Linked DNA regions of Zea mays: region 1 is linked to region 2. The links are chromatin contacts, called in public Hi-C maps. All regions are on one chromosome and are shown on one strand. Each heading gives the region's core, a stretch centred on a gene start, on an enhancer-like site or on the middle of the called end of the contact. The rest is flanking DNA. Distances are from core to core; before and after follow the strand shown. Region 1 holds the start of LOC103626876 (probable pre-mRNA-splicing factor ATP-dependent RNA helicase). Region 2 holds the start of LOC103626874.

Evidence for each region. Hi-C and Micro-C count contacts between places; a contact is called where the count stands out from the background.
Region 1: a contact with region 2 is called in a Hi-C map of leaf, with 2.7 times the contacts expected there. The contact joins the promoter of LOC103626876 here to the promoter of LOC103626874 in region 2. A contact is called at or near these places in 2 of 25 Hi-C or Micro-C datasets (ear and leaf).

Annotation. Positions count from the first base shown.
Region 1 is chr5:129,175,308-129,180,068 of Zm-B73-REFERENCE-NAM-5.0, forward strand. LOC103626876 (probable pre-mRNA-splicing factor ATP-dependent RNA helicase) reads left to right here and starts at 2,485. Exons shown (of 2, transcript NM_001326564.1): 1 at 2,485-4,761. The coding sequence starts at 2,623.
Region 2 is chr5:128,802,301-128,806,647 of Zm-B73-REFERENCE-NAM-5.0, forward strand. It overlaps LOC103626874, which reads left to right and starts at 1,434. Exons shown (of 1, transcript XM_008647228.2): 1 at 1,434-4,347. The coding sequence starts at 1,997.

The DNA.
Region 1 (4,761 bases), core at 1,235-3,734, 370 kb after region 2:
TTATGACTTACACCACATAACTGTAGATGTTACCTCATTGGTTGTAAGTCATGTCCTTATGTAGTGATCCTTGATACACCATAACTCTTAACTCGATCAACCTTGACTTTGCAAGTCTTCTTCTTCACCCCTGGCTTTGGGTTCCTGGTCTCCTTGACCTTCTCCCGTGCACTCGGTACCTCGAAGCTCTTCTTGCCTCCATCCTTGGCTTGATCAGTTGTCTCTGAGTTACGCACACCGAGTCTCACTTAAACAGTGTTCATTATCTATAGATAAATTAGTCTTTGGACCATCACACTTGTTCACTTGTGTTGAACCCTGTTAGCTTTGCATTAAGCACCTGTTCAACACTTAGCACACTTGTTAGTCCTTTAATTGGGTTGTCATCCAAACACCAAAACCCACAAGAGAGCTTTCAGGTGTACCTTGTTTCAGCAGCCACTAGCCTCCAGCTTAAGTAGGTTACAACATGCTCCTTTCCTTCGGTCTCCTGAGTCATAACGACTCTGATAACTTCATCTTCGGTTGCAATATATAACCTGAATGTTACTCCTAGTCTTGGTGCTTTCAATACTAGAGCTGAAGACAAATAGTTCTTAATAGGATCAAATGGTTTCTGTTGTTATGTACACCAAGTGAAATCGACATCATTTTTAAGCCGAAGAAAAAAGAGATTATAATCCTTTTCAACTCATATCTTTCAAGCCATTTTAGCTAAGATAAAATGTAATATTTGTTCTTATATATCATTGCGACATATAGGCATGGTACCACTAATAATTTATGAACCCATTTCAATTATGCTCAGACGATAAAAAGTAACTGTTTTTTTGCTTTATCTCCTATTAAAGCAATGATGGACAAACCTCCTGAAAACAATTCTTGCTGTGGACCTCGTATAGACCTCCTGAAAAAAATTCTTGTCGTGGACCTCATACGCACGACTTCCAACGTTCCACCCAATGCGCCTCCTCCCTGTTCTGTACTTTTATCCCCCACCCCTCCAACGATTCACTCTCCCTTTCGTTCTAGGACTAGTTTGGGAGGCACAAAACCGAAAGGATTGGAGAGGCTAGCATCCCTTTTTATTCATTTTTGTGCTAGCCCCTCCAATTCCTTCGGTTTTGTGCCTCCCAAACTAGCTCTAAATGGTAAGCTCACTAATCAGTACTATGACCTACCAAATTAATCATTTTTAAGTATAACTACCATATAACAATATATATTATGATGCTATGAATATTGTATAATTTTCTAAAACTCAAAAACTAATGTATAAAAATTAATTAATTAGTTAAAATGTAAATAGAGATAAGAAAATGGTTAGAGAGAAATATATTTAAAAATAAATAGAAAGTATAAATAATGGGAGAAAAGAGAGGAACGGATGAAATGAGTCACACCCCCACGACCCCACCCCACCGAGAGATTTTTGCCATTGTAAAATACTGCACATTCGGCTTCATCGAAATGGAGGCATTGGGGGATTCGACGATATGGAAATACACAAGACGCGTAGCCGACGAAATAGACTCGTAATCTCTTTTATGCGTAGAGACGGGCCATTTAGCACCTGGAGGTCACGCCGTGACCTTGCCGTGACTCCTCCTCTAGTGGCTTGACCTCCTCTGACGGAGCAGTGAAGCTACACCAGGCACCATGGGCCTCGCGCCGAGGGAGCCCATGAAGCAGCGTGTGAGCCGCTGCCTACTGCGGCTCTCGGACCGGGACATGGAGGTGATGGGTGCGTCCGAGCTGGACGCGATCGCGCGCGAGCTGGACGCCGACGAGCTGCCGGTGTTCGTGGCCGCGGTCTACGGAGCGCGGCCCACTGACAGGACACCGCTGCGGCGGCACTCGCTCCGCCTGCTCGCGCTCGTGGCCGGCGAGCACCCGCGGGACGTCATCGCGCCGCTCGTGCCCAGGCTCCTGGCCGCCGCGCTACGCTGCGTCAGGGACCCGGACTCCTCCGTGCGTGCCGCGCTCGTGGACACAGCCCGCGCTGCGACTTTGCCGTGACTCCTCCTCCTCCATCCTACGAGCACGAGCCTGGCCACTCCGCCCATGACAAAGGCTCTGTCAACGCGCCAGTAGGTAGCGGCAGCGACGACTTCGTCGAGCCGAGCGCCGCGCGGAAGCACCTGCTGCCGGTGTCAGCGAGGAATTCCACAAACAGAGAATGGGGAATGGAGAATGAGGAGGAAGAAGAGAGGAGAGAGCTCACCAGAACACCTCACGAGCGGCGGAGACAACAAGCACTAACGGCGAGCCGGCGGACGCTGACTGATTCGGACGAAGGAGGGTTAATGTTTCCTCATTTGCTAATAAATATTTTGAGTCTATTTCGTCGGCTACGCGTTCTATATAATTCCATATCGTCGAATCTCTTTCCAACATCTCCGTTTCGTCGAAACGGCCATGTTTTATAATGGCAAAAATCTTAAACAATCCAGCCACCCATGAAAAAAAAAACTACAGCGAGCACGGGAGCAAACCGGGACGCTCCCAACGCCAACACCACACCACACCACACCACAGTTCTCACCCAACTGGCCAACCCAACCCGAATAAATTTGAAGCGCGGACCAAGCCCTAGATCCGACACCAGCACCACCCTCAGCCATGGCGCCAGCGGCGGCGGAGGCTGGTCCCGGCGATGACGGGCTTAGGAAGCTCGAATACCTTTCCCTGGTCTCCAAAGTTTGCTCCGAGCTCGAGACCCACATCGGCGTCGGCGACAAGGTGCTGGCCGAGTTCATCACCGAGCTCGGCCGCGACTCCACAACCGTCCCCGAGTTCGACGCCAAGCTCAAGGAGAAGGGCGCCGACTTCCCCGACTACTTCGTCCGTACGCTCCTCACCATCATCCACGCCATCCTCCAGCCTACTGCTTCCAACCCTAGCGCTGCCACCGTCGCCGAGGGCCCTGCTGGTGCGGAGTCGGCCAAATTCCCCGGGCTCGCCCGCCCCGACGACCCCGACCATGCCCGCAACCTCCGCCTCGAGCTCGAGCGGGATGCCGATGCGGCCCCTCCTGCTCCGATGAGGGACGACCGCGACCGCCGCTGGGATGGGAGAGGCCGAGACCGGGACTACGGCCGCGGCGGCCGTGAGCATGATCAAGACCGCGGTGGCCGTGACCACGATCGTGACCGCCGTGACAGGGATCGAGGGCGCGACCGCGAGTATGGCCGTGATAGGGATCGAGGGCGCGACCGTGAGTATGGCCATGATAGGGATCGAGGGCGCGACCGTGAGTATGGCCGTGATAGGGATCATGACCATGTCCGGGATCGTGACGGGGAACGCCTCCACGATGGAGATAGAGATACTGGTAGGAACAGAGTTAGGGACTTGGGGAGGAGCAGGAGGTATGCAGATGATGAAGAAGAGGAGAGGGGCAATGTAGGAAGGGGAAGGGAGGTTGCTGTTTCGAATCCCAGTGGGGAGCCAGAGCTGTACCAGGTGTACCGAGGGAGGGTTACCCGGGTGATGGATACCGGATGCTTTGTCAGGCTTGATGATGTTCGCGGTGGCCACGAGGGACTTGTTCATGTATCGCAGATGGCTAGCAGGCGGGTGGCCAATGCAAAGGAGGTGGTGAAGCGTGACCAGGAGGTGTATGTGAAGGTAGTCTCGGTGAAGGGGCAGAAGTTGAGTTTGTCGATGCGGGATGTCGATCAGGATACTGGGAAAGACCTCCTGCCGATGCAGCGAGGTGGGGATGATGCACCAAGGGTGAACCCATCTGGTGGCAGGGGCAGTGGCATGGGATCTGGCAAGAGGTTGGGTTTGTCAGGTATTGTGATCACGGAGGAGGATGAGGCAGCCCCAACATCAAGACGACCACTCAAGAGAATGAGCTCGCCAGAGAGGTGGGAAGCAAAACAGCTTATTGCCTCGGGTGTGCTGGATGTGAGGGATTATCCAATGTTTGATGAGGATGGGGATGGTATGATGTACCAGGAGGAAGGTGCAGAAGAAGAACTTGAAATTGAGCTAAATGAGGATGAACCAGCATTCTTGCAGGGGCAGAGCAGATTTTCAATAGACATGTCACCTGTAAAGATCTTTAAGAATCCTGAGGGTTCATTGAGCCGAGCAGCAGCCCTACAGACTGCTCTCATAAAGGAACGTCGTGAGGTTCGAGAACAGGAGCAGAGAGCCATGTTAGATTCAATCCCCAAGGATCTGAATCGACCATGGGAGGACCCAATGCCTGATACAGGTGAGCGGCACCTTGCACAGGAGCTGCGAGGTGTTGGCCTTTCAGCTTATGACATGCCTGAATGGAAGAAGGAGGCCTATGGAAAAGCTTTAACTTTTGGGCAAAGGTCAAAGCTTTCAATACAAGAGCAGAGGCAGTCTCTTCCTATTTACAAGTTGAAGAAAGAGCTTATACAAGCTGTACATGATAATCAAGTTTTGGTTGTTATTGGAGAGACTGGTTCCGGGAAGACGACGCAGGTGACACAATATTTGGCTGAGGCAGGTTATACCACGCGGGGTAAAATCGGGTGTACTCAGCCTCGTAGGGTGGCTGCAATGTCAGTTGCAAAGAGAGTGGCAGAAGAGTTTGGTTGTCGGCTGGGAGAGGAAGTTGGTTATGCTATCCGTTTCGAGGACTGTACGGGTCCGGACACAGTGATTAAGTACATGACTGATGGTATGCTTCTGCGTGAAATTCTTGTTGATGAGAACCTTTCCCAGTATTCTGTTATCATGCTTGATGAAGCCCATGAAAGGACCATCCACACTGAT
Region 2 (4,347 bases), core at 184-2,683:
CGTTCACACCTACTTAGCCAACGAAACACATATGTTTTTATGTTTATTCTATATTTAAATATAAATAAAACTGTAGCAACGTACGGACACATTGCGAGTTAGCTTATTATTCATGTGTTTTTTGTTCTTGTATCATGGATTCCTACATTACAAACACCACTTTTGATCTTTTTTCTACGTTTTCTATTTTTCTGTTTTACAATCTCATTCCTATACATTTCCTTTGTTTTTGTACATTGTTTCTCTATTTCTCAGCTGTAAATATTGCGCTACTACTGCCTATTAAGAACCTAGAGTAAATCTTATTGATTTTTCAGAGAGGGGAAATGACTTGTGAATGGTGCAAGCAATAATATGTACAAACTACAAAGCTAGGTTCATCTACAAAGATAAAAGAGAAATACTAGGCGAGGACCAAAGCACTATTAATAGGTCCTTTTGAAGTCATCCTGAACAGTTGTGAAACAATAGCTTTTCTAACCAACAGATCTATTATTTCAACCAGTGATCCAAACAACAACTGAAGTTTTTCCCCCAAATCTAAAGACAGAGATGAGCCCTCTGCCCATAAAAAGTTGGCGTGGATTTGGAAAAAAAAAAAGCAGCAGCAATCAAGATTGCGCCCGGTTTCCATCTGGAACCCGTAAATAATCCATGCATGTACGCCTTGTTGTGTGTCCTTGAAACAAATCCAGGAAATTCAACGAACGTGGCTAGCTGTTTCAAACGTCGCCCATCAATGTGAATAGCGCTTTTTTTTTCCAGGTGGGTGGCAATGCGTGTCATACCCCATCCCAGAATTGGTACCGGGTCTATGTTGGGAACGCAATTAATCTGGAGGGAATACAGTAGCGCGGAAGGATACAGTAGCCCCCTCCCCTGTACAGGGAGACCAGCTATCCGAGTGTCCCTCAGTGGCTGTATCATTAGCTGCCGTTGCTGACTCTGAAGGCTGCTTTGCAACCTATCTATTTCACTAGGTCATTATGGTATGTACAACCCGGAGTATTGTAGTGTACCAGGCGTGGTCTTTCCTAGTATACTATTCTTCATATACTGTAGGCTTTACTTGAACCTATACCAAGAGGACAGTGTTGCATTCTTGATATGGTGAGAATGGGGCTTGGCCTGTGCACTCCTTCCCATCTCCATCGTCCATCTTTCCTTCGTCCTCGATATGACTACCCATCCATCCGAGTCTAGTCTTCACCCCGCCTACCGCCCGCTACCAGCACAGCAACTGCTGCACCATCAGTGAGCACAAATATCACGCCAGTGGCCAGTGGGTGACCTCTCCACTAATAGATGATGTTTTAGGATTTAAATTGTGTTATAAAATAGATGATGCTTTTTTGAAAGGTATTTTGGTAGTTTATATCGCCCCTCACAACAGATTGACTGCTTTCCTTCCTCCCCAGCAGTTTTGGCTGGTTGAATGAAAAAGAAAAAAAAATGTCATATTCACATACTATTATATATTGGTATTTGGCGGACACGGTCGAGAGGGTGAGACTCTTCTTCAATTCATCGATCTCGTCCTCGTTTTGTCCCTATCAACCCTTTTTCTTCTGTCTCTCTCCTCTCCCTTTCTACCTTGCAGCATCGGCATCGCATCGCATTGTTTTCTCCTCTCCCGCATCCCAAATCTTCCTTTCTAAACCCCCTAAAACCTCCACGAAATACCCCACCGCCCCCCCGGCCCCCGCGCGCGCATGGACGGCCCACCGCGGCCGCCGCCGCCCAATGTGCAGCTTCGATCGCCGTCCGCGCGCGCCGCCGGGTGCCGACTCCCGCATTAGCCGCCCGCCGCGGGAAATCCCACGCCGCTGCCACAGCGGGATTCGATTGGCGGGTTGGTGACCGGAAAGGAAGAGGGGGTGGGGTGGTTCCCTTTCTTTTCTCCGTACCGCGCTTCGCGATCGGTTTGCCGATCGTTAGTTGGCTGGTCGGTTCGTCTGCCCCTTGTTCGCTGGGCGGCGAGGCGGGCCCGGCTGCCATGTCCACGGCAACGGCCAAGGAGGAGGAGGCGGCCGCGGCCGCGGCGCCCGCAATGGTCGGCGAGGAGGCCGCCGCGCGCGCCGCGCTGAAGCGCTACGAGGCCCTCCTCACTGTGCGGGCCAAGGCGGTCAAGGGCAAGGGCGCCTGGTACTGGGCGCACCTCGAGCCCGTTCTCGTCCCGCCCGCCGAAACCGGCATGCCGCCCAAGGCCGTCAAGTTGCGCTGCGCCCTCTGCTCCGCCGTCTTCTCTGCCTCCAACCCGTCAAGGACCGCCTCCGAGCACCTCAAGCGTGGTACCTGCCCCAACTTCGCTTCCCCGCCGCCGGGACCCGCCGGCGCCTCGGCCTTGCAGCCGGCGCCCACGCCCACGCAGCAGCTCGCGCTGCCGTCCAACTCCACCGCCTCATCCCCTGTCCCCATCTCCTCCATCGCGCCCTCCTCGTCGCACCACCACTCCAATCCGCACCACCACCACCACCAACAACAACAATCCGGCAGTCGCAAGCGCCATTCCATGCCACCCGCGTACACGCCGGCGGAACCCGTGTCTCACCATCATCACCTCGTCGTTGTTGACCCGTCCTTGGTCTACCCTTCGGCGTTGCCCGCGCTGCCGGCGCCCCCTCCGCCACACCAGTCGGAGCTCGTGCTCTCCGGCGGTAAAGGCGACTTCAGCGCTCTCGCCATGCTCGAGGACAGCGTCAAGCGCCTTAAGTCACCCAAGGCATCGCCGGTCACCATGATGCCCAAGCCGCAGGCTGACGCGGCGCTCGCCTTGCTGTCCGACTGGTTCCTGGAGTCATCGCCTGGCGTGTCGCTCTCTGCCGCTAGCCACCCCAAGCTCCGGGCCTTCCTACGCCATGTCGGGCTACCGGACCTGCAGCGCGCCGACCTCGCTGGTCCACGCCTCGACGCCCGCTTCGCCGAGGCGCGCGCCGACGCCACCGCGCGTGTTCGGGACGCGCTCTTCTTCCAGCTTGCCGCCGACGGCTGGCGGGAGCAGGTGGTCACTCTCTGTGTCAACCTCCCGAATGGCACGTCCGTGTTCCATCGCGCTGTGCCGGTACCCGCCATGGCGCCCTCAGACTACGCCGAGGAGCTCATGCTGGAGGCCGTGGCTTCAGTCTCAGCCTCAGGTTCCTCTAGCGACCTCCACCGCTGCGCAGGCATAATTTCTGACCGCTTCAAATCGAAGGCGCTGCGTGATCTTGAGAAGAAGAACTACTGGATGGTGAACCTATCTTGTCAAATCCATAGCTTCACCCGTTTGGTGTGGGATTTCGCGAGGGAACTCTCGCTGTTCCGCTCCGCCACAGCCAAGTCTGCCAAGCTTGCTGCCTTCTTCAACGCCGAACAGACGGCGCGGTCTTTGCTGCACAAACATCAAATTCAACAGCTCGGCCATGCCTCTCTCCTTCGAGTCGCACATGTGCCGTTTAACGGCAATGGCAGAAACTACCGTGCGGCCTTTGAGATGCTGGAGGACATTTTGAACTCTGCACACCCTCTCCATCGTGCTGTGCAAGAGGACTCCTACAAGCTCGTGTGCATCGATGACTCGGCTGCCAGGGAGATTGCAGAGATGGTGCACAGTGAGGCTTTCTGGATAGAGGTGGATGCTGTGCATTCGCTCGTGAAGCTGATATTTGATATGGTGAGGGAGATGGAAGCTGATCGACCTCTTGTAGGGCAATGCCTGCCGCTATGGGAAGAATTGCGCAGCAAGGTTAGAGATTGGTGTGAGAAATTTAACACTGATGAAGGCGCTGCCCTGAATGTGCTTGAGAAAAGGTTTAGAAAAAGCTATCACCCGGCCTGGTCCGCAGCCTTCATCTTGGATCCTCTCTACCTTGTGAAGGATGCCAGTGGGCGTTACCTCCCTCCATTCAAGTGCTTGACGCCTGATCAGGAGAAAGACGTCGACAGGCTGATCACTAGAATGGTGTCCCGGGAAGAGGCACACCTAGTTCTGATGGAGCTGATGAAATGGCGGTCGGATGGGCTGGACCCGTTGTATGCACAAGCCGTGCAGGTGAGGCAGCCTGACCCGTCCACAGGGAGGATGAAGGTCGCCAATAAGCAGAGCAGCAGGCTCGTATGGGAGACATGCCTGAGTGAGCTCAAGTCGCTCGGCAAGGTAGCTGTGCGGCTCATCTTCCTCCATGCAACCTCCCGGGGTTTCAGGTGTACACCGTCAATGGTGCGCTGGCTCTGTGCACCTGGGACCATGGCAAGCGGCAATGATCGAGCGCACCGGTTGGTCTTTGTCGCGGCAAATTCGAAGCTAGAGAGGAGAGACTTCTCCAGCGATGAAGACAAGGATGCAGAGTTACTCGCTGAAGGGGATGA